5 separate regions of the Mus musculus genome follow, and all the other regions are linked to region 1. Evidence: chromatin contacts called from public promoter capture Hi-C data. All regions are on one chromosome and are shown on one strand. The core of a region is the stretch at or near the end of the contact, and the rest is flanking DNA. Distances in the headings are between cores, read along the strand shown.

Evidence for each region. Promoter capture Hi-C pulls out the DNA fragments that hold promoters and counts their contacts. Capture Hi-C pulls out chosen DNA fragments and counts their contacts.
Region 2: a promoter capture Hi-C map of stem cell-derived epiblast-like cells shows a contact between it and region 1, with 2.3 times the contacts expected there. The contact joins the promoter of Adra1d here to the promoter of Gpcpd1 in region 1. A contact is called at or near these places in 2 of 39 promoter capture datasets (the 3T3-L1 cell line and stem cell-derived epiblast-like cells).
Region 3: a contact with region 1 is called in a promoter capture Hi-C map of adipose tissue. The contact joins the promoter of Spef1 here to the promoter of Gpcpd1 in region 1. A contact is called at or near these places in 1 of 39 promoter capture datasets (erythroid cells) and 1 of 9 other capture datasets (adipose tissue).
Region 4: a contact with region 1 is called in a promoter capture Hi-C map of liver. The contact joins the promoter of Pank2 here to the promoter of Gpcpd1 in region 1. A contact is called at or near these places in 1 of 39 promoter capture datasets (pre-B cells) and 1 of 9 other capture datasets (liver).
Region 5: a promoter capture Hi-C map of liver shows a contact between it and region 1, with 5 times the contacts expected there. The contact joins the promoter of A730017L22Rik here to the promoter of Gpcpd1 in region 1. A contact is called at or near these places in 2 of 39 promoter capture datasets (liver and pre-B cells).

Annotation. Positions count from the first base shown.
Region 1 is chr2:132,575,620-132,581,174 of GRCm38.p6, forward strand. Gpcpd1 (glycerophosphocholine phosphodiesterase 1) reads right to left here and starts at 2,629. Exons shown (of 20, transcript NM_028802.3): 1 at 2,449-2,629.
Region 2 is chr2:131,560,883-131,565,912 of GRCm38.p6, forward strand. Adra1d (adrenergic receptor, alpha 1d) reads right to left here and starts at 1,615. Exons shown (of 2, transcript NM_013460.5): 1 at 194-1,615. The coding sequence starts at 1,286. It overlaps Gm14285 (a long non-coding RNA gene), which reads left to right and starts at 894. Exons shown (of 3, transcript XR_374988.3): 1 at 894-978; 2 at 1,807-1,912; 3 at 2,065-3,571.
Region 3 is chr2:131,171,433-131,176,933 of GRCm38.p6, forward strand. It overlaps Spef1 (sperm flagellar 1), which reads right to left and starts at 3,378. Exons shown (of 7, transcript NM_027641.2): 1 at 3,133-3,378; 2 at 1,764-1,875; 3 at 1,191-1,347; 4 at 938-977; 5 at 772-826; 6 at 470-593; 7 at 1-358. The coding sequence starts at 3,241. The coding sequence ends at 251.
Region 4 is chr2:131,259,274-131,264,354 of GRCm38.p6, forward strand. Pank2 (pantothenate kinase 2) reads left to right here and starts at 3,227. Exons shown (of 7, transcript NM_153501.2): 1 at 3,227-3,542. The coding sequence starts at 3,296.
Region 5 is chr2:130,904,318-130,909,413 of GRCm38.p6, forward strand. It overlaps A730017L22Rik (RIKEN cDNA A730017L22 gene), which reads right to left and starts at 2,079. Exons shown (of 3, transcript NR_015523.2): 1 at 1,894-2,079. It overlaps Atrn (attractin), which reads left to right and starts at 2,178. Exons shown (of 29, transcript NM_009730.3): 1 at 2,178-2,650. The coding sequence starts at 2,244.

The DNA of each region.
Region 1 (5,555 bases), core at 1,379-3,878:
TGGCTATAACCAATTCAATCAAATGTAAGTGATGTCACATGTAATTATTTCCATGTACTCACACTAACAGTGAGTACAAATTTAGCTCTAAACATCTACTTCATTAGACAACCAGGAACAGTCTGGATATTTAATAAAAGAGAAAACAGCCAAGTTTTCTATCTCTACAGTTGCGAGATCGCGCTGACAACTCAGCAGTAACAGCTGCAGCTGGTGCACTACACAGAGACAAACACATGGAAACACAGAACAGTCCAGGAGACAAGTGCCATCGTCCACTTGAATTGTCAAAAGTCAGCAATCTAGTTCAATTCTCACCCCTCAAAAACTGTAGCACCATACCAAGCAAACCTGGGAAGGCGCTGTGCTGGCAGCTCACTTGACCATGGACAGAGGCCAAAATTTTGGTGCAGGACAGCTTCAGCACCCAACCGCCTCCAAAACAGCAGTAACAGTGTTTTAGAAAGTACCTGTTCTACTGAGGATCTCAAAGTTTACATCTACCTTTATTCTTCTGCTAAACAAACAAAAATATCCCAACTTGGATGAAGGAGGTCTTTCAGATACACATAAAAGGTAAGAGTAAAAACTGCTAGTAACTGCACACCCGGCTGAGACAGATAACCAGCTCACCTACCGCCTCACTACGGAGTTTGTTGTTTTGGCTTTGGTAATTCCTTTCCCAATGCAATTCCCAATTTGTACTACCTAAAGATATATACTACACAGCACGTTTAGGTAAATTTGAGCTGTTAATTTAATTTGCTTACTTATTTTTGAGGCTGGATCTCACTTCAACGCCCTGGCTGTTTTTTTGGTTTTTTTTGTTTTTTGTTTTTTTGTTTAAAAAAAAAGTGTGCATTGCAGCCTGTGTCTGGCCCATTTGAAGTTTGTTAAAAGACTCAAGGAGTTTTTAAATGTCACCCACCATAACTTACTGACATCAAAACTTTTCACAGTTCCTCCTGACAAAAAAGTTTATTCTTTTTTGCTGAATGTTTTCAACTGTGGACCTAGCTAGTTTCAGACCTAGCTGGTTTATCAGCTTGAGAAACATACTGGAAATTTAAGCTAACCCCAAAGGGACAGAAACATTTAGCTTACAGCTGAACTGAAAGTGGGTATTTTTAGCTAAAGCACATATTTCTGGCCAAAAAAGAACATCTGTGTTTTCCTTTAAAACTTTTCAAAGAAAAAAAAAGCTGTTTCTAATTCTCCTCGATTCTAGCAGATTCTCAGAATATCCTATAATTAAGAAGCAGGTTAAGTGACCACACTGATGTCTGCCCGTGTTAGTGGGGGGATCACTATGGCCCCATTTCTCAGACCTCCATATACTTTCAGCTAATATTTTAATCAAACATATGCAGACAAGAATGGGTTTTTCATTAAGCAAAGGCATTAGCCTTTGGACAGTCCTTAAGCCAAATTAACATCTCATCATCTTTAGACATGCAGTGGGATTTTTTACAAATGCTTTTCATTTCGTGTTGATATCATTTTCATATGCATTTATTACACGTTTTTATTATATACAAATAGTTGACTCACCCACCAACTTTTTATACACACCAAATATTATTCAGTTTTCTTGTGTTTACCAGTTCTCCGGGTGCAAATTTCCTGTATCTCTCTTTACAGATTTAAATTTTGTTTAGAACACTGATTTCCCCTAGTATGTAAGCCACTGCATGGGGTTTACCAGTTTTATTTTGTGCTGTGTGTTTCTAGAACACTGAGCAATTTGGGAGAGAGGGGAGGCTGACAGCTTGTATTTATTCTTTTCCTTATTGTGTTAGAAATGTAGCAGGCAGCAGCTTGAAGGGCAGAGTTAAGTGGGCAGGAGACCCAGAGTGGCAGGGGACAGGAGTATAAGAGGGGACTCTAGACCCGACCATGCTTGCTGCTTGCAGAGTCAGAGAATCGCTAGAAACCGGCAAACTCCAGGCTTCCAAGCCCTCGGGCTTCTGGCCGGACCCGGCAGATGAAGCAGCACGGGGCAGCCACTGCCTCCAAGCCGGCGACGCCAAGGGGACCGCAGCCCTAAAACGTCACCGAGGGCACGGACGAGGAGCTACACAAAGCCCTGGGTTCCCCCCGCCCGGCTGTACTGTCACCCGGAGTTTCTTTCGCGGGCACTAATTTCTAGGCACTTTGGGGAAAGAAGCAGCTGTCAAAACCGCGCGAGTCACCAGTGCGGGCGCGAGGTGACTGAGGGGGCGCGGAGGAAGGGAGGCACCGAGGGCTTGGGCTCCAGCTCCGCCGTTTTCTTTGTTCCCCTATTCTCCGCCCGGGATTTCCGTGGCTGTCCTGGGTCACGCCGCTCAGTGGGACCGCAGCCGCGCGTGGCAGCCGGGGTTCCAGCCGCACCGCGGCTCCGGAACACCAGGCCGCCCGCCCGCCCGCCCCTCCGCGTGAGCGCCCGCCCGCACCGCCGGCCCCCCTCACCTGCCGCTCCGGGCCGCGCCGAGAGCCTGGGCCGCGGCCGACGGAGCCGAGCGTCAGCGCCTCGCCAGCGCTCCCTTAGGTGGCCCGAGGAAGCAAGGAGCCCAGTTACAGCCGCCTCTCAAACCGGTTTCAGCTGCCCTAGACTAAACTGCCAGCCCACCCCGCGGGGCGGGGTCGAAGGGCGGCGGGGCGGGGCCTGACGTCACGCCCGGTCCGGTCCTGGCCAATCGGCGGCCGCGCGCCGGGGGGCGGGCTGCGTGTTCCTGGAAGGGCTGCCCAGAGACCTGAGGTGGCCCGACAGCCTTAGCCCATCTGGCTGGGGTCAGCTGAGGTACTGAAGGTCAAGGTGGTGCGCCTGTAATCCCAGTGTTGGGGAGGTTGAGCCAGGCAAGTAGACTCGAGTTCGAGGCCAGCCAAGGCTATAAAGTGAGATCCTGTCTCAAAAAAGAGAGCTGAGGGAGCCTGATGTTTTCTGGAAACTGCATTCCTTAGGAAACAATCACAGACTAAATCCTTAAAGCTAAAACAAGGAGCTCAGAACAGCTCAGTGGATAAAGGCATTGACCACATTTGAAGATCTGAGTTCACCCACTGGAATCTACATGGTGAGAGAGACCAGACTCCTGTTGACTTCTAGAAGCCTGCTGTCACAAACCCCAAATAAATAAAATAAGTCAATAAATAAATAAAACCAAACTAGAGTTGTTCTTTGCTTTCTAAAACTACCCTTCCTCTTCTTCCTCCTCCTCCCCTCTCTCCTCTTCCTCTTCCTCCTCTTCTATCTCTGTGTGTGCCTCCAACCCTAAATCAGCCCAAGATCAACCACTAGGTAACTTCTAACACAACATTATGTAATCGGGTTTCACTTCAATTGAGATAGTGAGCATCAAGCAGAATCACCTTTTCGTATTGAAGGTCCACTGCTCTACATCTGCTAATTGCTCGCTGTGACTTCATTTCTCTGCTGTTAGTCATACTTAAGTGGTGTTTTTCAAGAGTCTACTTCCTTTGAATGTTTTTAGTATATCTCATCATTTAGTCAAACTACCATTTGTGCAATATTTATGGTTCGGGATGGTAGATCTAACTCATGCCCCTCCCTAAATCCTCTTAAAATATCAAAAGATCTGCACCTGATACAGATCTGTAATCCTAGAATCTCAGAGGTTAAATCAAGGTTGATATGAGTTGGAGGCTTGCCTGCCTGCGTAATGGGTACTAGACCAGCAACAGCTTACATTACAAGACATTGTCTCAAAACAACAATAAAAGTATGGTTGACCCAACGTATCCTTGAGTTCCACATTGGCAGATTCAAGCAATCACAGGCGAGAAATGGGGGGAAAAATGTATTCGTATTAACATATAAACGAGGGGGAGAGGGATTTAAAAATAAAGGCATATGCTGGGTGGGAAAGATAGCTCAGTAGTTAAGAGTGCTTATTCTTGCAGAAGACCTGGAATTGGTTCCCAGCACCCACATGGCAGCTCACAACTTTCCATAATTTCAGTGTAGGGACTTCAATGTCCTGTTCTGTCCCCGAAGGGCACCAGTCCCATATGTGGTGCATACATACATACACATACATACATACCACACATACATACAAAATAAACTTAAAATAACCCCTAAAGTAAGGGGTATGCATTGCTTATATGAAGATAGTATATTAATCATATAAGAAACCTGAACATTTTGGAATCCTAGTTGAGCTCTGTAACCAACCCCCTACAGATTCTGGGAGATAACTTGAATCCACACTTGAAGGATGGCCTATGGCCAGAAACAGAGGTTTCTACAAGATAACTAGCTAGTAACAAGAGATGATTTACAAAGAAACCTGAATCCATGAAAGTCGAAAAGGGAAGTGTTTACTGTGCATGCCTAGAAACTCTGAGAGCAACCCCTCTATCAGTCGTGGGACTGGTTCTGCCACCACAGCTCCTAAAGGAGGGCTGGGCAAGCCGTGTGTCCCCTCCTCTGGCTCCTGCTCTGTACATGGGATGTTATGGGATGTTATGGTTCCTCGAACATATCGTTAATGAGGTTAATCTGAGAACTAACTTTATTATTACCAGAAGGGCACTGAGTATTTTAAACTTCACAGAAACCCTTAGCATGTGCCATCTCACTGGATTCTGAGACGTATTCTTGGTTGTCTGGGATAAGCACACGATCTCATTTTCTAAGTTTTTAAATGTGTTCATGGGAAAGGTTCCCAGTCTAAGAGCTCAGCCTAGATGTGTGTTCTGCCCGTTACTGCCTGTGACATTATGAATATAAATCTTCAGCAAATGACTCGTTACTACTAATGGACTTTGACAGAGAATTCCAGGGAGCCCACTTACTTTCTGAATTTTAAATTTCCAAGAGGTAAAGTTAGGCTGTTTGATGCTAAAACTGCTCCAGTTCCGGTTTACTGAAATTAGTTTTATTTGATTCAATTTCTCATATGCATTTTAACACAATTACTTAGCAGATGGTGCTTTTTAGGAAACAGCCCACTGGTTATCGCTCCCACCATTGCATATTGCTTTGTGGCCACGATGTTGCTGGATTTAATATTACAAGTCTGAACTTTTGTTACAAATAATGTTTCTTTGGAGGAGGGCGTGTAGCTTTTTTTTTTTTTCTCCCTTGGTAGTTGTAGCTATTATCAGCTTTGTTTCCTGCACATTTTTTCCTTAGAAGTACTATGGCTTAGATGAAAGGCCGATACGTGTCTTGTGTCCCACATTCTACTCTAGCTTCACCATCAGCATCTTTACCATTCTCGGTGATATCAGTTGTGTGGTTTGTATACCTTGTGGTAGCCCAAAGAGTCCTAAATCATAGCCTGGACTCTGTCGTGCACCATGTAGGTCACAGCCTCCTGAACTTCCACTTATGACCTCTCTCTACTTGAAAGCTTTACAAGGCCTTGAGTATATCGCTCTAGAAAAAAAAACGTGAGCACGTTCTGCCAACGTGTAGGGAGGTGAGGCGTCCTGCCGCATACTCCCACTAACCACAGAGCCACCCGCCCATGACTTTCCTCTAGGAAGGTCTGTATCCCCTTAAACTGTGAGCCACAATAAGTCCCTCCCTCCTAAATAAAATAAGATAG
Region 2 (5,030 bases), core at 365-2,864, 1.0 Mb before region 1:
AAGGGTAAGAAAGAGTGAGAAGCCTGTTTAAGGGAAAACACATTAGTATCAAGAACCCCTCGGGCGCGCTCTCTCTCTCTCTAGTAAGAGAACAGGAAGTTGATAAACTTCCACAGTTAGGTTGTGGGTCATCTAAGCTTTCCAGGTAAGGACCGCCCAGAGGGGAAGGGTCTAAAGTGAGGGAATCACTCACCCAGAGGCAGGACGAAGAAAAAGGGGAACCAGCACAGGACGAAGACACCCACGACGATGGCTAGGGTCTTGGCAGCCTTTTTCTCGCGGGAAAACTTGAGCAGCCTTACGGAGAGCGAGCTGCGCAAGGTGTGCCCCTTGCTACTCTGTGTCCCTGGATTTCCTTTGGCGCTAGTGGCTGCGCCGCGACAGTGGATCCTCAGAACCACCTCAGAGGCCTTGCCCGGCTCCCTCTTGATGCCCGCCTCGAGGCTGCGCGTGGTGCTGCGCGCGACCACATACACGCGGCAGTACATGACCACGATCACTGCCATGGGGAGGTAGAAGGAGCATACGGAAGAGAAGATCGCATAGCCCACCTCCTCGGTGATGCCGCAGAAACGCTCATCCGGGGGCACTGGTTCCTTCCAACCTAGTAGCGGTCCCACAGATACCACCAAGGCCACCGCCCAGAGCAGAGCCAGAATGGCAGCGGCCTTGCGTTCTGTCATAATGGCTGGATACTTGAGCGAGTGGCGCACACCCACGTACCGGTCCACAGAGATGGTGCAGAGGCTAAGGATGGAGGCAGTGCAGCATAGCACGTCCACCGCGGCCCATACGTCGCAGAAGGTCCGGCCGAAGGCCCAGAAGCCTAGAACCTCCATAGTGGCTGAGAAGGGCAACACAGCTGCACTCAGTAGCAGGTCAGCCACTGCTAGGTTCACGATGAAATAGTTGGTGACCGTCTGCAAGTGGCGGTTGCAGGCCACGGAGAGGATGACGAGAAGGTTGCCCGCCACAGCGGTGAGGATGAAGGCGGCTAGGAAGACACCCACTCCCACGCCCTGAGCACTCACCACTAGCCCCCCGACGGCCGCCGAGCCATTCACCTCGCCGCTTGCCGCGGCCCCCGCTTCTGCCGTGGAGCTCTGGTTGTCCTCGCCGCTGCCGGTTCCCACCACAGCGCTACCGCCTGTGGCACCCGGCACGCCGCCCACCGCCGGACCCTCGGGGCCAACCGTGCCAGCTCCGCCGCCCGCGCCGGAGCCCCCAGTGCTACTGCTCGCCCGGGGTCCTTCGAAAGTGACGCTCAGGATGTCGCGGAAAGTCATCTCACGGCGCAGCCGTCGGGGCCCGAGCCCAGGCACAGGGCGAGCAAGTGGCGGGGAGGGAGCCCGCGGGCATCGCCGCAGCGCCCGAGCCAGCCCCGCGCGCCGGTCCCGTCGGTCCTGCCCAAGTTCCCGCGGCAGAGGGGCCGCAGGGGAGCGGTGCTGCAGGGAGAGCGGGGCGGAGGTCACCAGGCCGTGAAGGTCCCAACGGGAACGGGCTCTGGCGGTGGCTGCAGAGTCACAAGAAAACAAGGGCCGGGGCCGGCTCCCTGCTCCCTGCTCCCCTCTCCAAGCGTGTCCTGGCGAGCGGTGGCTCCTCCGGGAGCGTCAGTGCAGGCGGCGGCCTCTGCAGCGCAGGGGACTCTGCGCGGGGGCGGGACGGAGGAGGGGCGGCGGGGAGGGAGGAGGGGGCGGCCGGCGCGAGCCAGCGAAGGGGCTCCGCGCGTCCAGCGGCTGCGGGGGTCCTCGCCGGTGCTCACGACCGTCCTCTGCCCTAGCTGTCCCCTTATCCTCCTTTCCTCAGCTCTCCTGCACCCCGGCTTTTGCCCCAGCGCTCCTCGCTGCCTCCCTTCCTCTCTCTGGACTTGCGGTCACTCTCTGCTTGCCCTTGCCCTAGCGGAGCATACAAGGTGCGATTCCCCGGGACTCCGGGCTCCCGGCTTCTGCCGCCAGAGAGCAGCAAGAGCCCAGGATCTGTGGGTTCAGGGCTGGATGATTTAAAAAAAACGCTGCCACTTGAGAACGTCTGGATGCGGTTTGATGCCCCTCCTCTTTTTTCTAGGGCAACTGGCCAGCCCAAGATCTCAAAACCCACTATGGTGCGATGGTGGCATTGAGACAGCCCTGAAGGGGTCAAGATGCTTGGGCGCGGGTTGAAGATGGGCGTGACTGGCGTGAGACCAGATGGTGTGGTCACAGCCCTAGGACTTTGCCCGTACTCTGAATAATACCAACTTTGGCCCTGCAACTCTACTCTGCATCAGAAGTCAGAATAAATCTTCCTGTTGCTACTCGAAGTACTCGGGACTCCCTCTGGGCAGAAAAGGTCACGTTCTGGAGGGTGGGAAAGGTTACTGCAGGGTGCTTAACAGGGAGGGAGCAGAGTAGCTTGCCTCCACCATTCAGGCTCCGGCGTCTTGTGCCTCGGTTCCCCACATGTGAAAACGAGAGTAAGATTCACTGTGTTAGCAGCGCCACCAAAGTAGTGCCCATACTTCTCAGAAGAGTGGAGAATAGTGGGGTAAAGCCTGAACACGAAGAACAGAGGGGAGAGGGGACGGGGCTGTGCTAGGAAGCAGGGACGCAAGGGAAAGAGAAGGGAGGGAGGAGGACCAATAGGGAGAGACACAATGCCACTGGACCACCCCAGGCAACTGTACTTACATGGTGCACATAAACTGGCCTCCTCAGGCAACTGTACTTACATGGTGCACATAAACTCATGTAGGCACACACATGATGTGCGCGAGCACACACACACACAAGTGCAGGCACAAATACATCTTCAAAACACTACCTTTCATTCTTCATCATTTCTTCCTTTCCTTGACTTGGCTTATGGAAGCGAGGCCATAGAGATGCGGGAGGATGCTCTGAAAATGTCATGTGCATGTCCTTGGTGCCTGGTTTATTCCTTGTTGCAGATGGTGGGATGGTAGAAGCAATGAAAGCCTCAGTTGTGTTGTGACATGAGCTTTCTTCTTCTCCCATCCTGCAGACCATTCACTGAACTCGATCCACAAGAGCTGAGCCCTTGGCAGGCAAAGTATGACTTATACACACACTGCCTTCCTAAGGCAGATATTCTGATAGGAGCTTGTACCTGGGGAGTGAATACTGGAATTGTCTTACTGTAGGGTCTTCAGCAATTCTTACTGTAGGGTCTTCAGCAACTCTCTGGGACCATTGCCTTCTTTACAGCTGAGGGCAAATGGAATTGGAATAGAACAGAATAAAGCAGTGGGATTCTGGCTTCAAAGCAAGACTTCAAACCAGCATCTTAGAGAAGTGTTGGCTGGATTGGGGCAATCTAAGTCTGACCCTCTGGGCCCTCCTTGCAAGTCTCCCCACTGGTTCTCAAAGCACTGTGAGCTCCTGGAGGCTCATGGGCATAGCGCTGGCTCCCTGATCCTGGAGAACCTGCTTTGTGGTTCAGCAGAAGGGACTTCCTTTGAGATGGAAGACGAAGTTCATGTTATGTCAGAAACAGACATGTTTGTCTTTCTATATGTCAGGGCTTGTGGAATAATCAGTAAAATCACAAGCTATGTTAGCTTACTTGACTGAAATTTGCTGAATAATGCTGATTTTGCTTGATAACTGGTCATTGCCAGTCTCTGGTTCTCTCTCTCTCTTTCTCTTTCCTTATTCTCTCTCTCTCTCTCTCTCTCTCTCTCTCTCTCTCTCTCTCTCTCTCTCTCCCTCTCCCTCCCTCTCTCCCTCTCTCTCTCTCTCTCTCTCTCTCTCCTCTCTCTCTCTCTCTCTCCTCTCTCTCTCTCTGTCTCTGTCTCTCTCATGTGTGTGTGTGTGTGTGTGTGTGTGTGTTGTACGCGTGTGCACACATATGGGTGTATGTATGTGTGAGAGGCCAGAGATTGATATTGGGATGACTTTATTAATAGCTTCTCCATTTTATTTATTTTAAACTTGTTTTATTAAATGTATTTTAATTTTATGTATATGGGTATTTTGCTGTGGGTTATTTATATGGGTATTCAGTGCCCAGAGAGGTCAGGAGAGGGTATTGGATATCTTGGAATTGGAGTTACTGATGGTTGTAGGCCAACATGTGGGTCCTGAAAATCAAACCAGTGCACTTAACTGCTGATCCATCTCTACAGCCTCCAGTTTACTTTTTGAGACAGGGTCTCTCACTGAACCTGGAGCCTGCTGATCATCTAGACAAGCTGGCCAGCTCTAAACTCCACATGTCTCTGCTACTCCATGGCTAGGGTCTCAGGACACACCACACTACACCTGATTTTCTGAAGCTACTGGAGATCCCAACCCAAGTCCTCATGTTTACACAGAAAGCACTTTACCCACAGAGCTATTTCATAAGCCCCAAATCACTGGTTGTTGGATTCCAATCTTAATTACTAGTATTAATTCTCAGGTCCCATTTTTTGCTTTTTATATAATCATGCTGCAGAATGTCTATGAAAGGGTTAACAAGGCCTCAGGGTTCAGAGAAGCTGTCCTGAAGCTGGAGGCAGAGAGTTACTACAGTTGTAAGAGAATGTATGGAGGGACTCAGAAAAGAAGCCTTACTTACAGGTGTGGGTGCAGGTTGTACAATTCAGAGCCAATGGCAGGCCATTTGAGGTTTGGCTTGCTGGCTGAATGTCATGGGCAGGAGAAAGTTCTCTGGAGCTGGAGCCCAGGGACAGAGGCAGGAGTCCTGTACTGCACAGTTTTCTTGGATGAGGCTTGTGCTGAGTGGCAGGGTGACTAATCAGCATGCTTGCTTCCTTTCAGTCTTAGGTGTGCTTTCTTTTATAGTCCCAGGTGAGTTACATCTAGTTTTATTGATAAGCTTGTGAGTCTGGGGTTTCTGATATGATTTGATACATTTTCAGGTGTCAGTATTTATTAGCATCAGCAAGTTGTCAGTTTGTGCCTCTGGGTATGTTGCAGGTGGCCGTTGTTGTTTCCTTGTGTAAAAAAGATGGGGAGTAATTTCTAGTCATGTACACTCAAGCCCAGGAAACTCAGGTCAAGGCTGTTGCCTCATTCATTCAAGGCTAG
Region 3 (5,501 bases), core at 2,128-4,627, 1.4 Mb before region 1:
TTTCTGGGCTGTGGAAAGTGATCCTTTTTCCTGGCCCAGATGGAGTGTAAGGAGGAGGATCAGTCCCCGGCCTCGGCGTTGAGCAACCCCACGTTCGCTCGAACCCTCCGCAGCCGAGCGCCGTAGCTGCAGGAGGCACTAGTGAGCAGCTCGCTCCGCCCTCCCAACCCTGCGTCGGCAGGTGAGTGGGTGGGTCGCGGCGTCTGGGCTCGGGCGGGTACTGGGAAGCCCGGCGCAGCCCTGGCACCGCTCACCGCTGCTTGCGCTCGGCCTGCTGGAGCCGCCGGGAGAGATCATCGATGCGCACGTTCTTAAGTTGGAGCAGATGTTCCAGACGCTTCACCTTCATCTGAAGGACCTGGGTGGCGACGCAAGAGACATCAAGCCTGAAGACCTGTTGCCTTGCCAGTGTTTTGCCCCTGCAGGCTTCAAGCTGCCCCTTAGGCATCAGTGTCCCCTCCTCACCTACCTGTACTGTCTCTTGAGAGGCCAACAGCTCCTGCTCCTTTTCAGCGATCTGGAGGACGAAGCTCGGATCACCCTGCAGCGCCTGGTTATACCCAGGGGGTCGGGAAGCCAACGGACGGCCCTCTCTGCAGTGGGTAGCAGCTTAGCAGAGGCCTGGACGTCAGACCCCACCTTTCCCTTCTACCCGTGGCCAGGCCTTCCCTCTTCGCCTTCTCCCCACCGCAGCCCCCAACCCCAAGGCACTGCCACCCAGTCTGTGTGGGGAAGTTACCAAGCCTGGTGAGGTCGAACTCTCAGCTTTACCTGAGCTGCTCTCCCAAGGCTGGGGCACCCTCTCCTCGAACCTTCTGGGGCAAACCTAAGACAAAGCAAGTGGAGAAGTGACCTTGCTGGAGTCCTAGAATGACCCTAAATTGATTAAAGGGACGTGAGGAAAGCTGTTTCTGAGATAAGCGAAACATCATCTTACCCATATCCATGTAGCCACTGCTATCCTGAGGAGCCAGCTCCTGAAAGAACAGATGTGGTCTCCTGTGAGCCTGGGTTCACCTATCTCCAAGAAGCCCTGTTTCCTTTCCACAACCCCATAGGCCAGGTTCTTTTAGATAGACACCTTGTCTTCCTATTTATCACCACAGCAGGGCTCTCCATGTCTGGGGAGCACCCCTGCCCAATACCCCACCCCACCGCCGCGTCCCAATCACCAAGCTCAACAGCCCCACCTGTAAGGAGCCAACACCCAGCTTCTGGCGCCTCTGCCGCTCCTCCAGGCGCTGCCTCAGTGGAATGAGCACTAGCTCCACTACTCCCGGAGAACACTGCGCAATCTTCCGCATCACATCGTCAGGGACCGAGAAGTTCAGCTTGTTCAGCACCTTTCTAGGGGGTGAATATGAGATAGGCGGATTGGGTACCAGGAAAATGCAAAAGAAATGGACATCGTACCAGAGGAAGGGCAGACATCTGAAGTCCTCTCTGCTTGAGTGTTCCAAGTTCTTTGTTTCTATCCAGATAAAGTAATTCCTTGATTTTGTTTCTAAATGGATTTTTCTGTTTCCTCTACACCCCCCTCACCTCACCAGCAGTCCCAGCCTGCCTGTCAAGATCATAAGAGGTGTTGTCATAGTCGTCGTTTAGCATTTTGTATTGCTAGGAACCAACCCAGGTGTGTGTGTGTGTGTGTGTGTGTGTGTGTGTGTGTCTGTGTGTCTGTGTGTCTGAACATTAGGCCAAGCATTCTACTACTAAGCCACATCCCCAGCCAAAGCTACTTCTGCACCCAGGGATTCTACTACCTGTTCAGGTGACCCCAGTTGCTGAGCTTCTGCTGGAGAGAGTTGGCAGGGACATAATTGTGCATCTCCACCATCTTGGGGAAGTAAAACTTGATAAGCTCTGCAACCAGGACTGAGGGGAAAGGGTTGGGGTCAGATACAAAAGGCAGGAGCATAGGATCAAGGGAGAAGGGGTAGAGATACAGAAAAGGGAAGGTTCACAGAAAGGAGACAAAGAAAGTCAGATCAGTGATCTGTTCAAGATCCCTCCATTTCTCAGCATATTCCTCAACCTCAGATCACAGGAAAACTCAGTCTCCAAGAGGGCCCTATAGGCGTCTGCAGCCTTATCCTAGGAATTCACAGGAACACACACACACACACATACACACACACACACGTCTCAGAAGAATCACTGATTAACACAAGCAGAAAGACATCCTTCTACAGGAAGGGAGGTATAGCTTAGTTGGCAGCATGCTCAAATAGCATGGACAAAGCACTGCACTCAACCCCCCAGGGCCATTTAAGCAGCATGGTAGGTCATGCCTGCAAGCCCATCACACAGGATGCAGGAAAATAGTGAGTTCTGGGCTACACAGAAACTATGTGTCTCGAAAATGTCCATCTGCAGATGCATGTAGGGCAGAATGTATAGATGCACACAGCAAATAAATGCCAAGTATGCATGAGAACACACATAGAACACAAATATACAAGTCACATACACACATAGCCTCTTCAATTATACACATAGAAATGAAGGACATTCTGCCTACAGAACTATGCATTTCTTAAATACAGGAGCCTTTCCTGAGAAACAAACACACAACCCCCCAAAAAATCATATACATGCAGGACAGAACATGTCAATACAAAAGAACACAGGCTAGGGATTTAGCCCTGTTGGTAGCAAGCTTGCTTAGCGTTCACAATGCCCTGGGTTTGACTCCCTAGCACCACACTAAAAACAAACAACAGGAGTACTGGCACAGTGCCTATAATCTCAGATTTTGAGAGGCAAACGTAGGAATGTAGTAGAGGTGGGGAGTCAGGAGTTCAAGACTATCTCACAAAACAACAAAAATTACAAGACAGACTGCAGAACACAGGTTCTGTGAGCAAACACAGGTTCACAGACACACAGCTTAGTTCTTAAAGCCCCTGAAGGAAGACACACAGATACACTCCATGCATACAAGATAGAATGGACATACATTCTTCACACATGAATAGAAGAAACATGCAACTGCACGCTTCCACAATCAAAGTCCCAAAATACGGATCCCACGCCGCCCCACTCTATATATACACATAACAACAATAGCATATGCACAAGTCCATTAAACATACATAAAGACAGTATTTTAAAACACACAACAATGCACACCTCCGTCACTGAAGTCCCGGGAGAGGTTTCTCTTGGGTCTGGACAGAGGGATATTGTCTACCCAGAGGTACAGCTGGTGCAGAGCCTCCTCATCCACGCTGCTTTCCATTGGATCCAGAGCAAGGCCTCAACGTTCCCGACAGAGCCCAGCGCCAGCCCCAGGACCTTTCAAATGCCTCCTCTCGCAACTGCGAGCGTTCAGATATACGTTTGGGTCCCTATTCGGCACAGACACAAATCCCTTCTGGGAGCAGCCATATTGTTTTCCGAAACCATAGCAACCGTCGCTACTTGCTTGGAAACAGAGACTTCTGGGAGTTGTAGTTTTTCCATGTTACCTTCCCCTGGGCCCAAGCTCTGAAAGGGCAGTTAGCTGTTCTTAAATCTTCCTTTCTCCCCAAGAAGGCATCTCCTATCTGCCAACACCACCTGCTGAACAATCACTGACCCATTCTGGGCTTTACGAAAATGTACTATGTCCCCAAACCCCTTTCCCTTTCTGTGTCATTTGTCAGCTCTAAAGGAAGCAGCATAGCAGCACCACCACACAAGTCACCATTGGGGTGGGAGGTTGGGGTGGACAGTGCAGAGCTCTGCTAATATGATACACATCGAGATTGTGTGATAAGCTGTTTATTTGGAAATTATTTTCTTATGGGTATGGGTGTTTTACCTGTATTTATATATGTGTACTATGTGTGTGCTGGGTACACTCAAAAGACAGGTGTTGAATCCCCCTGGAAATGGTTTTAGAGATGGTTGTGAGCCACCATGTTGGTGCTAAGAACCAAATCTGGATCCTCTGGAAGCACAGGCAGTATTCTTAGCTACTAACCCATCTCTCCTGCCTCTGAAAGGCTGTTTAATAGTGCTTCTCGACAGCTCCCTCCCCTGAAACTCTGCAGGTCATTGCCATTTCTTCATCCCAGCAATGTGCTCTACTGGAGCCTTTAATATGTAACCCAGACTCCCAGGGAGAACAGATTAAAGCCAGTTTCTTAGGGAAGGTCATTTAATTCCTTAACCCTATTTCCTTTGTAAAATGGAAACAGTTTTCATCTTCTTGTCCCAAAGATGTACTTGGAAAGTAATTTACAAGTATAAGCATCTTGAATTTGTATGGGTTTGGGGGGACTGCACGTCGACTGTACACTGAAGACAAGAGCTTCTACAGACAGGGTCACAGCCCTTGCTTCCCTCTAAAGGCTAGTCTGAACTGGTCTGAACTGGAAATTGATTTCTGCAACCAGGAGGGCTAGGAACACAGGTCCCTCCTTAGGGAAGAAACACAGTACTAAAGGGGTACTTCTAGAGCCTGCCTAAGGAAGGAGAAAGTTTGCTTCCAATAGACTAATGGATGTGGCACTGGGCATATTACTGAAGCTCTCTGCCTGTTTGTCATGGCTTTTGTTACTTCATAAGGGCACCTGAGTGTTTGGCACCTAGCACACAAAAGGGGCCGTATTAGCAACAGCTTGTGTTAAATCATAAGAGTCCAGTAGAAGAGATTCTTGTTGGCAGGAGACAGACCAAAGAGATTTGACTTGGAACTTGGGACAAAGGTCCTGGATTAGCCAGGGGCATCTAGAGAAAAGGCCACTGCTCCCTCCTACTTACTCCAGAGCAAGCCCACAGGGTAGACTAGACTTTTTGGTCCTCTCCTCCAGGCTTCCAACTAGAGGAAGGGGGTGATGTCATATGGAATCTCAACCCCTTTGCTTGACTTTGTGGACTTTGTTTCAAAACTTTCAAGGGGAAGTGTGGCTCGGCCGTGAGACACTTACCAGGATTGCTATAGGCCCTGGTTCCTCCCTACCTTAATATAAATAAAAACAAAATTTGCATTAAAAAATACAAAACAAATTTCCAAGGGAGGTAATCCCCTAGTGTTAGAAATACAAGACTCAACCCTTCTGGCCCCCACCTAAGGCAAACAAGGCACAAAGGGGGACTTAGATATCCCCCACCCCTTTACATTCCACGGTAGGGAGAACTTGGTGGCTGGGCTATGTTGGGTTTGGGGATTTACCAGGGGTAATATGCCAGCAGTAGTCAAGGTGGGAAAACCGGTTTGGTACTACCCTGATCAGGCTTTTCCTTGGCTGGAACCTGAAGGCCTCAGAAAGGAAGAGCCATGAGGGGAGGGGCTGGGCACTGAAAGAAGGGCATGCCGCCTTCACCTTTGGACTGGAGTGGGGGGAGTGGCCTTGCACAGCGAGCTACCAATTCATGGGGCTGCAATTTGTTTCCCAGTAACTTTGCCTTCTGTTACTGTGCTGTGGCTAACAGGCTTGAAAATGTCCATCAAAGGCCGGAAGAACTCCCTCGTAGGGTAAGATAAGGGTGCCTTGTATGCACCTCCAGCTCCA
Region 4 (5,081 bases), core at 1,977-4,476, 1.3 Mb before region 1:
CACTCAAATCAAGAAACACTACTAGTTTCTGGGGCTCTGAGACAGCCCACTGGGCAAAGTACTTGAAAACCTGACAACCTGAGTTTAATTCCTGGGACATAAGAGATGGAAAGAAGTAACTCGGAAGGATGATTATCTTCTGATCTCCACTCGGGCCCAGACCCAGGCCGGGGCCCCAGAAGAAAGCTCCCTGTCTCCTAGATCTCTTTCCCTTCCTCCCCTTTCCCCAAAGTAGCATCACCTTTGCTTCTTACATTTGACATTAATATTGGGGGGAAAAAAAAAGGTTTAGAAACTGGGACGTATGTAGCCCAGGCTGGCCTCAGACTACATAGGAAGACAGCCTGACTTGGTCTCCTGATCCTCCTCCCTCACCTCCCAAGTGCTAGGATTCCAGGTATGTACCACTAAGCCCAGCCCTTTAGTTCAGCTTTGTAATTGCAGTGCTAAAGATTGAACTCGGGGCCTCGGGAATATTAGGCAAGTACCGCTAAGCTAGACCCCAGCCTCTGAACTTAATACAGAATCTTATGTTATCGTTATCTCTTTTGCTTTTTTTTTTTTTTTTTTTTTGAAACAGGTTCTCACTATATGGCCCAGGCTGGCCTCAAACTCACAGAGATCGGCCTGTCTCTCTGTCTGCATAGTTCTGGAGTTGATTGGAGGTATGTGCTAACACTTTGCATTTCTGATTTGATTATAAATGTCCCACTTGTGATTAAATTTGATACCATAGAGTGTCAGCAAGTTCACAATATGAAGGGTGTGAAGGGTGAGAATTATATTTAAGAAACAAATCTGGGCATGGTTTGAAAAAGCTGGGGGTGGGTTTTCAGAAATCTATTGATAATTCAATCTGTGCTGTCCCTTTTCTTCTCGGGATAGGGTCTTCCTACATAGCCCAAGGTAGCTTTTAACCTGGGAACCTTCTGAGTGCTGCAGGTACAGGCATGGACCACCATGCTTGGCTCCAGTCTCTGCCTTCTTTTGATTATGCAGGCAGAGAATAGTATAACTTCCCTGCCTATTCTCTTTTTGCCATGATGGAGTCTGAATCTAAGACTTCCCCTATTTGAAGGACTCTCTACTGGAGCTATATCCTCCTCTCCCTGTTCTCTGTCATTTTTTAATTTATCTGCTTTTAGGTAAGTCGCCTCATCATCTAAATGTCTTTAAGCCTTGATCTCCATACTTTACAAATAAAGCTGGTTGGATTGGTTAAGGTTCTGTAATTAGTTGAAATCCCATATTCATTCACTCCTCCGATTCTTCCTTGGCTTGATTCTTCCTTGGCTTCGATTTTGGCTGAGGCTGCAGGAGCAGGAACAGGAGCGGGAGTGGGAGCGGGAGCAGGGAGTGGTGGCTGTCATTACAGGGGCAGCAGCCACAAATGTAGATGGATTAGCTAAGAGGGCCTCGTTCTTATCAACAAGAAGGGAGGTGTGTTCAGTTGCCAGGCATGGTGGCAAAAGTCAGCTAACCAGTCTGCAGATAACACCAGGAGCAAGAACACAGTTTCCTCTGATAGCAAGCACTTCAGGCTTGTAGATCCAATGCACTCCGGCTGGATGCCCAGCCCTAGGAGGTGGGGGGCGGGGGGGGGATGCTAAGTTCAGCAGTAGGGCTTTGATGGCTCTCACTTTGTCTCATCTATCTTGTCTTTATTGTTTACACATAATTCAGAATTCCAATGATGTCTGAAGATTTTAGCTTAAAGCCTAAAAGGAGCTTTCCTCAGGCTCTAGCCCAGTGATTTGGGTCGGTATAATGGCTACACACGGGACAGAGACAGCATGAGAGGCTGGCAGCATGCATTCTTACTTCAGCATGTGGCTGCCTGGTACTCTAGGGGGACCAGAAGAGAGAGTGGAATGGCCAGAAGTTACAGAGGGTTGTGAGCCATGTGGAAGCTGGGAATTGATTCCTGGTCTTCTGAAGAGCAGTCCTACTCTGTTATGGGCATTCCTGATTTTTGTTAGATCCAGTGTGTGTGTGTGTGTGTGTGTGTGTGTGTGTGTGTGTGTTCCTGCGGAAGCTGGAATTTCAAGTTAGGAAATAAGGTTTCCAGAGTTAATTCTACACTGTGGGGTACTAGTTTGGAGCAAGTATGGGAGTGTTTTTCAGCATTCACAAGAGAAGCTCAGGCCGGAACTATTAGTGAGGGAGTAAGTTAGAAGGTAAGAGGGCTGTTATTCAAGGGACATTATCTCCTCCCAAGAAAGGTACTTAGGAAATTGTGAGAAAGCCTCAGTCACTTAAAATTGAGGGACTGAGGGAATGCTTCAGGGGTATATCTGGGTGGGATATCAAGGGTTAGGGCACTTGGGAAGGGCAAACGATTTAAAAAAAAAATCCATCTTCTGTAAAAACCCAGGGGTCTGGAGCTATGGTTCAGTGATTAAGAGCATTTGCTGTTCTTGCAGAGGTCTGGGTTAGATTCCTGGGATCCATATGGGGAAATCCCTCGATTTCTTCTGCCCTCAGCGACCATCAGGCACACACCAGGGTCACAGACATACATGCATGAAAAATGCTCAAACACATTAAAGAAAAACAAACAAACAAAAACCCCAACAACAACAACAACCCCAACCAACCTAACTTCCAAGCCTTCATACTGCCTTCTTCAGGAAGGGGAGTAGGTGAAGGATTTAGAATCCACCTCCTCCCGCCAGTTGTCATGGAGACAAACCTCAGTCTTTTCATTCCTTCTGGTACTGGGAATGAAGTCATAGCACAAAGGAAGAGACGGTGCTTGTACTTTGTGGACTGTAGTGTGGCTCCTACTGCAGCTATAGAACCAGACCCGGGGACAAAGGCTAAGGTTAGTCGCAGCTCAGAGTCCTTCCTTCTGTTAACACTTCTCAGTAGCTTCGGGGGCTCTATTGGGCGGGAGGAAGGAGTGATTCGTGAACAGAGAAGAGATAGTAGACTCCCTGGAGTTCTAGGGAATAGGGGAGCAGCTTGGCCACCGCTCTCGCGGATGCACAAGAGAGGGCGCCCCTCACTCAAATCCTTTGGGCCCCTCCACGATCGCTCCCAGCCTGCGCTGACCCCGCCTTCATCCGTCCAGAGTGCCTGTCGTTGGATGGTGGCGCGGTCTCTTCGGCTGGAGTCTGGGAGCCTATTGGACAAGACCTCTGGAACCCGCCCCTAGCCAGCTCGGATTGGCTAGCTGCACGTTGGCGCAACGGAAAAGGCGGCAGCCGGCGTGCGCCTGCGCTCCAGCGGGCTGCGCGGAGGCGGCAAGGCGGCGCTGGGGGGCTGGCTCGGGCGGCAGCGGCGGCTGTTGCGGATGGGAGCGGGCCGGTTTGGCGCGCCTATGGAGCGCCAGGGCAGGGCTGCCGCCACCTCAGCCGCGGTCGGCGAGTCTGCGGACTCGGAAGCGCGGAGGCGGGACCCGCTGAGGCGCCGGGCGAGTAGCGCGGCGCCGTCGGGGTCCGGGGAGGCGGAGAGTGTGAGACGGGAGCGGCCCGGCTCTCTAGGCGGCTCCACCTCGGCCGGCCGCCCGCGCGCCGAAGGCCTCCGGAAGAGGCGGCCGCGTAAGTGCCCCGGCACGGCCGTCGTTGTTTGCGCGCCGGCGGTGCCCGCGCGAGGGCTCCCCGCCACTTCCTCCCTGTCCCCTGGGGTGTTCTTTTCCTGAGACTCCCTCTTTTTTTCTTGAGAAGGCTCCTCCTCTCCCAAGTCCCTTTGAATCATCCATCGCGCTCACAACTGAAGCCTTTTCTATGGTGATTAATTTGGAGGTTGCTAGAAAATGCCCCTGAGGCGCAGCAGGCCCAAAACTCGACTCTGGGCTCGATACGCTTCTAAGCTTTGCTCGGTTTTCTTCCCGAGAGAATTCAGGTCATCTCGCATCCAGAGGTTTTCCCCCGTTTCCCTTCCGTTAGTTCACGGGAATTCCGGTTTCAGCCATAGCATTCTGGGCAGTAAAGCCTTTTCTTTGGAAGGGAGTCGACCTGTTCCTCAGTTACTCTTAAGCCTAGGGAGTTACTCTTTTCAGAGAATCGGGTTCTCATTTTATTACCAATTTGTGTTTCTTGTCTTGTGTGTTTTCTCCCCTTTAAAGCCTTTAGGGCTGTTGTCTAGCATCCACGACTACTGCTGAAAGTGTCAATTGTCCTAATACTGTAATAGGAACTTTTCAGCATAGCTGTCTGTGTTTTACATGTGGTTAAGACCTGGATATCAGATTACGGTATGAGGAAGGTAAATGCTGAGTGCAGGCAGGCTATGAGAATTACGGGAAGTGGCTTGATGTGTGAGGTCTGTTGGATAGTCCGCGCCCAGCCCTACCTGCTCACCCCCACCCCAGTTGCTTTTATCGATGATTTGAGCGATTGGATGTAGCTCTGTTTTGCCATGGAAGGTTTGGAGGATGTATGTATGTATGTATGTTTAGTACTTTATATCACTATATGTATATATTTTTTTTTTCTTTTCTCGACTTGTAAGAGATTTTATAATACCAGCCACTTGGGAGGTGGAGGCAGAGGAATATGAAATTTAAGACCCTGTCCTAAAAGAAAAAAGGAAAACGGATTTTCAAAGAGTTCCTGTTGTAGAATCGTTTGCTTGATAAATAACTTCCTTATTACACTTATTTATCGTGTGTGTCTGTATTGGTGTAGGTCAGAGGACAACTTTGCCCAGTCCTGGGGATGGAGCTCAGGTTGTCAGACTTGAGGGCAGGTTTTGTTTTGTTTTGTTTTTTTTTTGTTTTTTGTTTGTTTGTTTTTTTTTTTTTTTTGGTTTTTTTCAAGACAGGGTTTCTCTGTGTAGCCTTGGCTGTCCTGGAACTTCACTCTGTAGACCAGGCTGGCCTCGAACTCAGAAATCCGCCTGCCTCTGCCTCCCGAGTGCTGGGATTAAAGGCATGTGCCACCACGCCCGGCTGAGAGCAGTCTGATGAATTACCCAAGTTGGCCTCGTCCTCAGGGCAGACCCTTCAGTGCTGGGTATATACTGTGCCAGTGCCAGGCTCCTCTTCCCCTTTCTCCTTTCTTTCAGTTGTAGGTTGGAACACAGGGCTTTGTACATGTGGTAAATGTTCTGTCTCTGAGCTGTATATAGTATCTCCA
Region 5 (5,096 bases), core at 829-3,328, 1.7 Mb before region 1:
GTGTAGTCTACCACATGACCATGGTAGGTCCATGTCTCCTGCTTCCTTCTTTCATCATATACAGCCGTATGTAGAACACAGTAGAGGAGAAAGAGAAAAGACAAAGAAATGAACAAATGTGAAGACTGGAATCTGGTTTGGAGCCCTGGGATAGCTGGGGTGAGGCTGCTGTGTATGCAGTTCAGCTCTACCAGGCCTTCAGGGGATGCAGAGTGAGCAAGGTCAGGGCCTGCGCTGGACACTGGTGTCTGACTATGGGTGCACTCCAATTCTCTACTCCCAGGTTAATCAGAGAGGTTTCATACATGTATGTGAGGTTTTCTTTGTTTTCCAGGACCAGGTGCCCAAACTCTCAAGTACCTGCATAAGTATACTCTGCACAGCCCAAGATTATGAGGCAAAGTTCTGATTAGCCTCTCTAAAGCAGGCTGAAACATTGCTTGAAAGAGCAATGGGCCTCTCACTGGATGAGACACAGGAAAGATTTGTTCCTATTTAGATAATGTAGACTTGATGAGAAATCTTGCTTGTCAACTTGACTGTATCTGGGATCAACAACAACACAAGCACATAGGCATTCTTGGGAAGAACTGGTTTTTCTTTTTAAGACTAGGATTCTCTATGTAGCCCTGGCTGTTCTGGAATTCACTCTGTAGACCAGGCTGGCCTCACAGAGATCCACCTGCCTCTGCCTCTCAAGTGCTGGGATTAAAGGTGTGGGCCACCATTTCTTGGGCATGAAGAATTGTCTTAATCAGATTACCTGAAGCAGGAAGACTCATTCTAAATCTGTGTAGCACTTTCTCATGGCAGATAAGAGGACAGAGAAGAAGAAACTTTGCTTTCTGTCTGCTTGTTCTTATTCTTGGAGGGAAGGTCATCTATCAAGTTTCTGCAGCGTTACCTCACTGATATTAGAACTGACTTCTTTGGATCAGCAGTGAGATCTCCAGGAATCTTTTAGGACTCCAGCACCGAATTGGGACTGTGGAGTCCAGTCTTGTGGATCAAGCACCTTTCTAGGGTGGGACAGCCATTGTTGAACTACTTGGACTGCATCCTGTAAGCCAACTAAATAGATCTCTATCTATCTATCTATCTATCTATCTATTCTTTTAGTGGAACAACTCAGATGGCTAAAACAACCCATATGGCTTCTTCACTCAGTGACTGTTCTTCCAGCTATAAGCTTACCAGATTCATTTGCCTGGGACCTTTTCTCTCCATATGACCTCTGTATGAATCTTTCCAAGGTGGAAGAGCAGGAGAATCCCAGGACAACAAATAAACAAATACCTCCCAAACCAGACCAAGCAACAAAAGAAACAAAAAATAAGATCAGAGCTGGAACTGACACGTTATCTCTTTACCATATCCTTCTATCGGTTTAATATAGTCAAGGTCCAGCGTACATTCCAGGGTAGTGGCCCATACAAGGTTATGCTATTGGGAAGTATGTATCATTGGGAGTAGGAGAGGCACTGGCGTTAGCAAGAAGGGTGTGCAAGCTGAGAGCGCTCCCGGTAATTCTGGGCTGTTCTTTCTTCAGAGAATATGGATAGGTCGTGGGGTACAAGATAATGCTAAACTTCTCCTGCAGAATTTAAGGTACACATAGACATGGTCTGCCACTGGTTCAATCCGCTCGCTATCAAGGAAAGCCTGGCTGTGTGTGCATTCAGTCAGTTACACATCTATTCATATGCAGGTGCTTAATTAACACACGTGCCATTTTGTTATCCCTAGTTTAGAAACGCGAATGCAGTAAGTACTACTTCTTCAGGTCTCAGCTAGCAACACACGACATCATTAGCCTTTTGGGTCCGGTTTCTCACCAAAATGGAGTTGGGGTTATAAGCTGAGCTTTGGAGGCGTCCAAAGGGTAACACTTACCACAGTCAGCTTGTCTAGCAGAGCCAGGCAGCCACTGTAAGGAGGTACTGGCTAACTCGTCGTAGCGCGGTGCGGAAAGCAAAGAGCCTCCGTAGACTAGGCGATGTTCATCCGCGCTAAGACCCTGGCATTGAGCAGGTCTACATGCTGGGCACGCCGGAAGACCACGGCCCTGGTCCCGCCCCCGCGCATGCCAGCCCCGCCCCTGCCCGACGCACAGCGGGAGCCCCGCCTTGGATATGGACCCGCCGGGCCACCGTCGCCCGGCCCCGCCTAGCACGGCCAGGCGAAGGGGAGCCGGCGTGCGGGGTGTGTATGTGTTCGCTGGGCGCCGGCTCAGCCCCAGGAAGATGGTGGCGGTGGCGGCGGCGGCGGCGACTGAGGCGCGGCTGAGGGGGAGCACGACGGCGACAGCAGCGCCTGCGGGCAGGAAGGGCAGGCAGCACCGACCCTGCACCGCGACAGGGGCCTGGAGGCCGGGACCGCGCGCCCGGCTGTGTCTACCGCGGGTGCTGTCGCGGGCGCTGCCCCCGCCGCCGCTGCTGCCGCTGCTCTTTTCGCTGCTGCTGCTGCCGCTGCCCCGGGAGGCCGAGGCCGCTGCGGTGGCGGCGGCGGTGTCGGGCTCGGCCGCAGCCGAGGCCAAGGAATGTGACCGGCCGTGTGTCAACGGCGGCCGCTGCAACCCTGGCACCGGCCAGTGCGTCTGCCCCACGGGCTGGGTGGGCGAGCAATGCCAGCACTGCGGGGGCCGCTTCAGGTGAGTGCGGGTGGGGAGTGCAGGCCCAGCCTGATGTTCCAGGCCCAAGGCAGGTGCAGGGCTTGAAATCGCGAGGGTAGAATTTGCCCCACTGTGTTTGATGATGGCTTGCCTCCTGGAGGGATGTTCATTTGGTGGCCTTCGGGTCTGCCTGTGGTGGAAGATTGAGAAGGAACGGGAACACTCGGGAGGCATTTGTTGCTGTGGGTTAGATGTGGGTCCTGAAGAGTATAAAAGCCCACCTCGAAAACGGGCTTATTTAGGATAAATGAGGTATCAAGGAAACGGTGAGTGAGTGAGTTCTTCAGCACTTGCCTTTGACCAGCCCAAGAGATTGGAGATATGTGTGTCTGGAAGAAGTACAGCCGAGGAAGTGACATGTTGGGTGAAAATAGAAGGTAAGGCTGGGTTGTAAGATTTCAGGGATAAAAGTACCATTGGTTGTTGTTCCAAGGAAAGTGAAGAAACTAGTTTTTGGATCCTCACTGTTGGCCTATTGGAACGGGGTTGTCTAGAGAGGAGAATCCTATTAGCCCTAGATTCTCCACAACATGCAGTTGGCTTGGTTTGGGGCAGAACCTCTTGGAGAGATCACTTTTTAATTAGCTTTTATCTATTATTTGCTTCTGTTGTGAGAGAATTTTTGGATAATGCACACAGGTAGATCCATCATCCAGAGTTTGATGTGGTCCACAAGAAGTTAGGAACACAGCAAGGGGAAGTTATAAGACCTACAGTGTCATCCATATCTCAGGCAGATATTTGTTGACTGGGTTCCCCATTTGACGTGGGAAAGTGAGGGAATGTGAACGTGGCGTAGGATTGATTCTTGCTCCAATTGATCTTATGTTCTAGTGAGGGCTGACAGGCAGTCAACACGTAACTAGGCAAAAGGAATGAGCAGGATAATTTCAGATAGTGGTAAATGCTAAAAGCAAAATACAAACAGGTGGTCGGTCTTCCAGGATTCCGATAAGTGGTGACATTAGAAGCCACCCATTTGAGTGTCATTTGATCTGAGTGAGGCCTGAACCTGGCATAAGAGAACCTGTGGAAATGAAGGGGCAGAGAGTGTGTGACTGGCTAGCAGTAAGCAGAGAAGTCTCGGAGGAGGAGGAGGAGGAGGTGACATTGAATTTGAGCATGTGAGGTTAAGTAGGATTTGCAAGCGTGAAGTTGGGGAGAAGAATTCCAAATGGAAAAAAAAAGCTGCAGACATAGTGGTAGAGTCCAGAAGGTGGAGTTTTGCCAGTGCCCCTGTAGTAGAAGAGAGTTGTAAGGGAGAAGCTTGGAATGTTAAAGTAATAGATCTCTGTTAGATCTTCTAGGGGACTCAGAGATCAGTGGCAAGATGAACTCTTAAGTTTTACAATGGAGAAACCAAGGAACCTCAGCACCAGTGTTTCGGGGGTTGGTCTAATAGTTTAGCGTGTTGTGATTTTAGGCTTCGAGATACAGTGGTAAACAAGTTGTATGTAATTTTATTCTTGTAGAACTTAACTTTTCGTTTGGGAGTAAAAAATACCATAATGGAGCTGGAGAGCTGGCTCAGTGGTTAAGAGTACTTGTTGCTCTTGCAGAGGACTGGGGTTAGGTTCCCAGCACCTACATGGTGGCTCATGATCATTTATGACTCTAGTTCCAGGGGATGTCATGCCTTCTTCTGACTTCAGGCACCAGGCACACATGCAGGCAAAACACTTACACAGGAAATAAAAATAAATATTTTTAATTTGGAACTTACTGTGTAGGCCAGGCTGGCCTCAAACTCACAGAGATCAGCCTGCCTCTGCCTCCCAAGACCTGGGATTAAAGGCATGTGACATCCTGCCCCCTTAGTCCCCCCAATAAATAATTCTTTAAAATTATTTAATTTTAAATCCAGTAATCAATATATTGTAATTTTGCATGATTGTGGAGGTGAGGGCAGCGGTAGAAGCCAGCTCCTTTCAGAGTGAGACTAAGATTCATCTTTCTGTTGAGATACTCCTGAGGGGCAGGATGGGGGATGAGTGACATCAAGACAGGTTAGAGGGGAGATCCAGTGTCCATAGCAGAGAGAGCAAAAGGGACCAAGACTGCAGAGAGAGGTCGGTGCAGTGCTATGCCACATAGAGGTAGGAAGTGGATTTAGGATTTGACCTTTCACCAAAGAGCAATGGGATGCAACAGGTCACTCTGTTTTCATGAAATTGTAGACTTAGAGACGGGAACCAGAAAGGGAATAGCCTTAAAGGTCAGTTGACTTTAGATGCTTCCAAGATCAGGGGGATTGATGGAGGGACCTTCAAATTCTGAAAACCTGGGCTACAGGCATGAGATGTTATGGGCAGTTGATAGAGACTGTTGGTGTAGGTCAGAGCCAGACACCACTGCTGCTAGTAGAGACGAGGTAGATATTGTGTGGGAGTATAGAGATAAAATGGTTAGGTCTCTCTTTCAGATC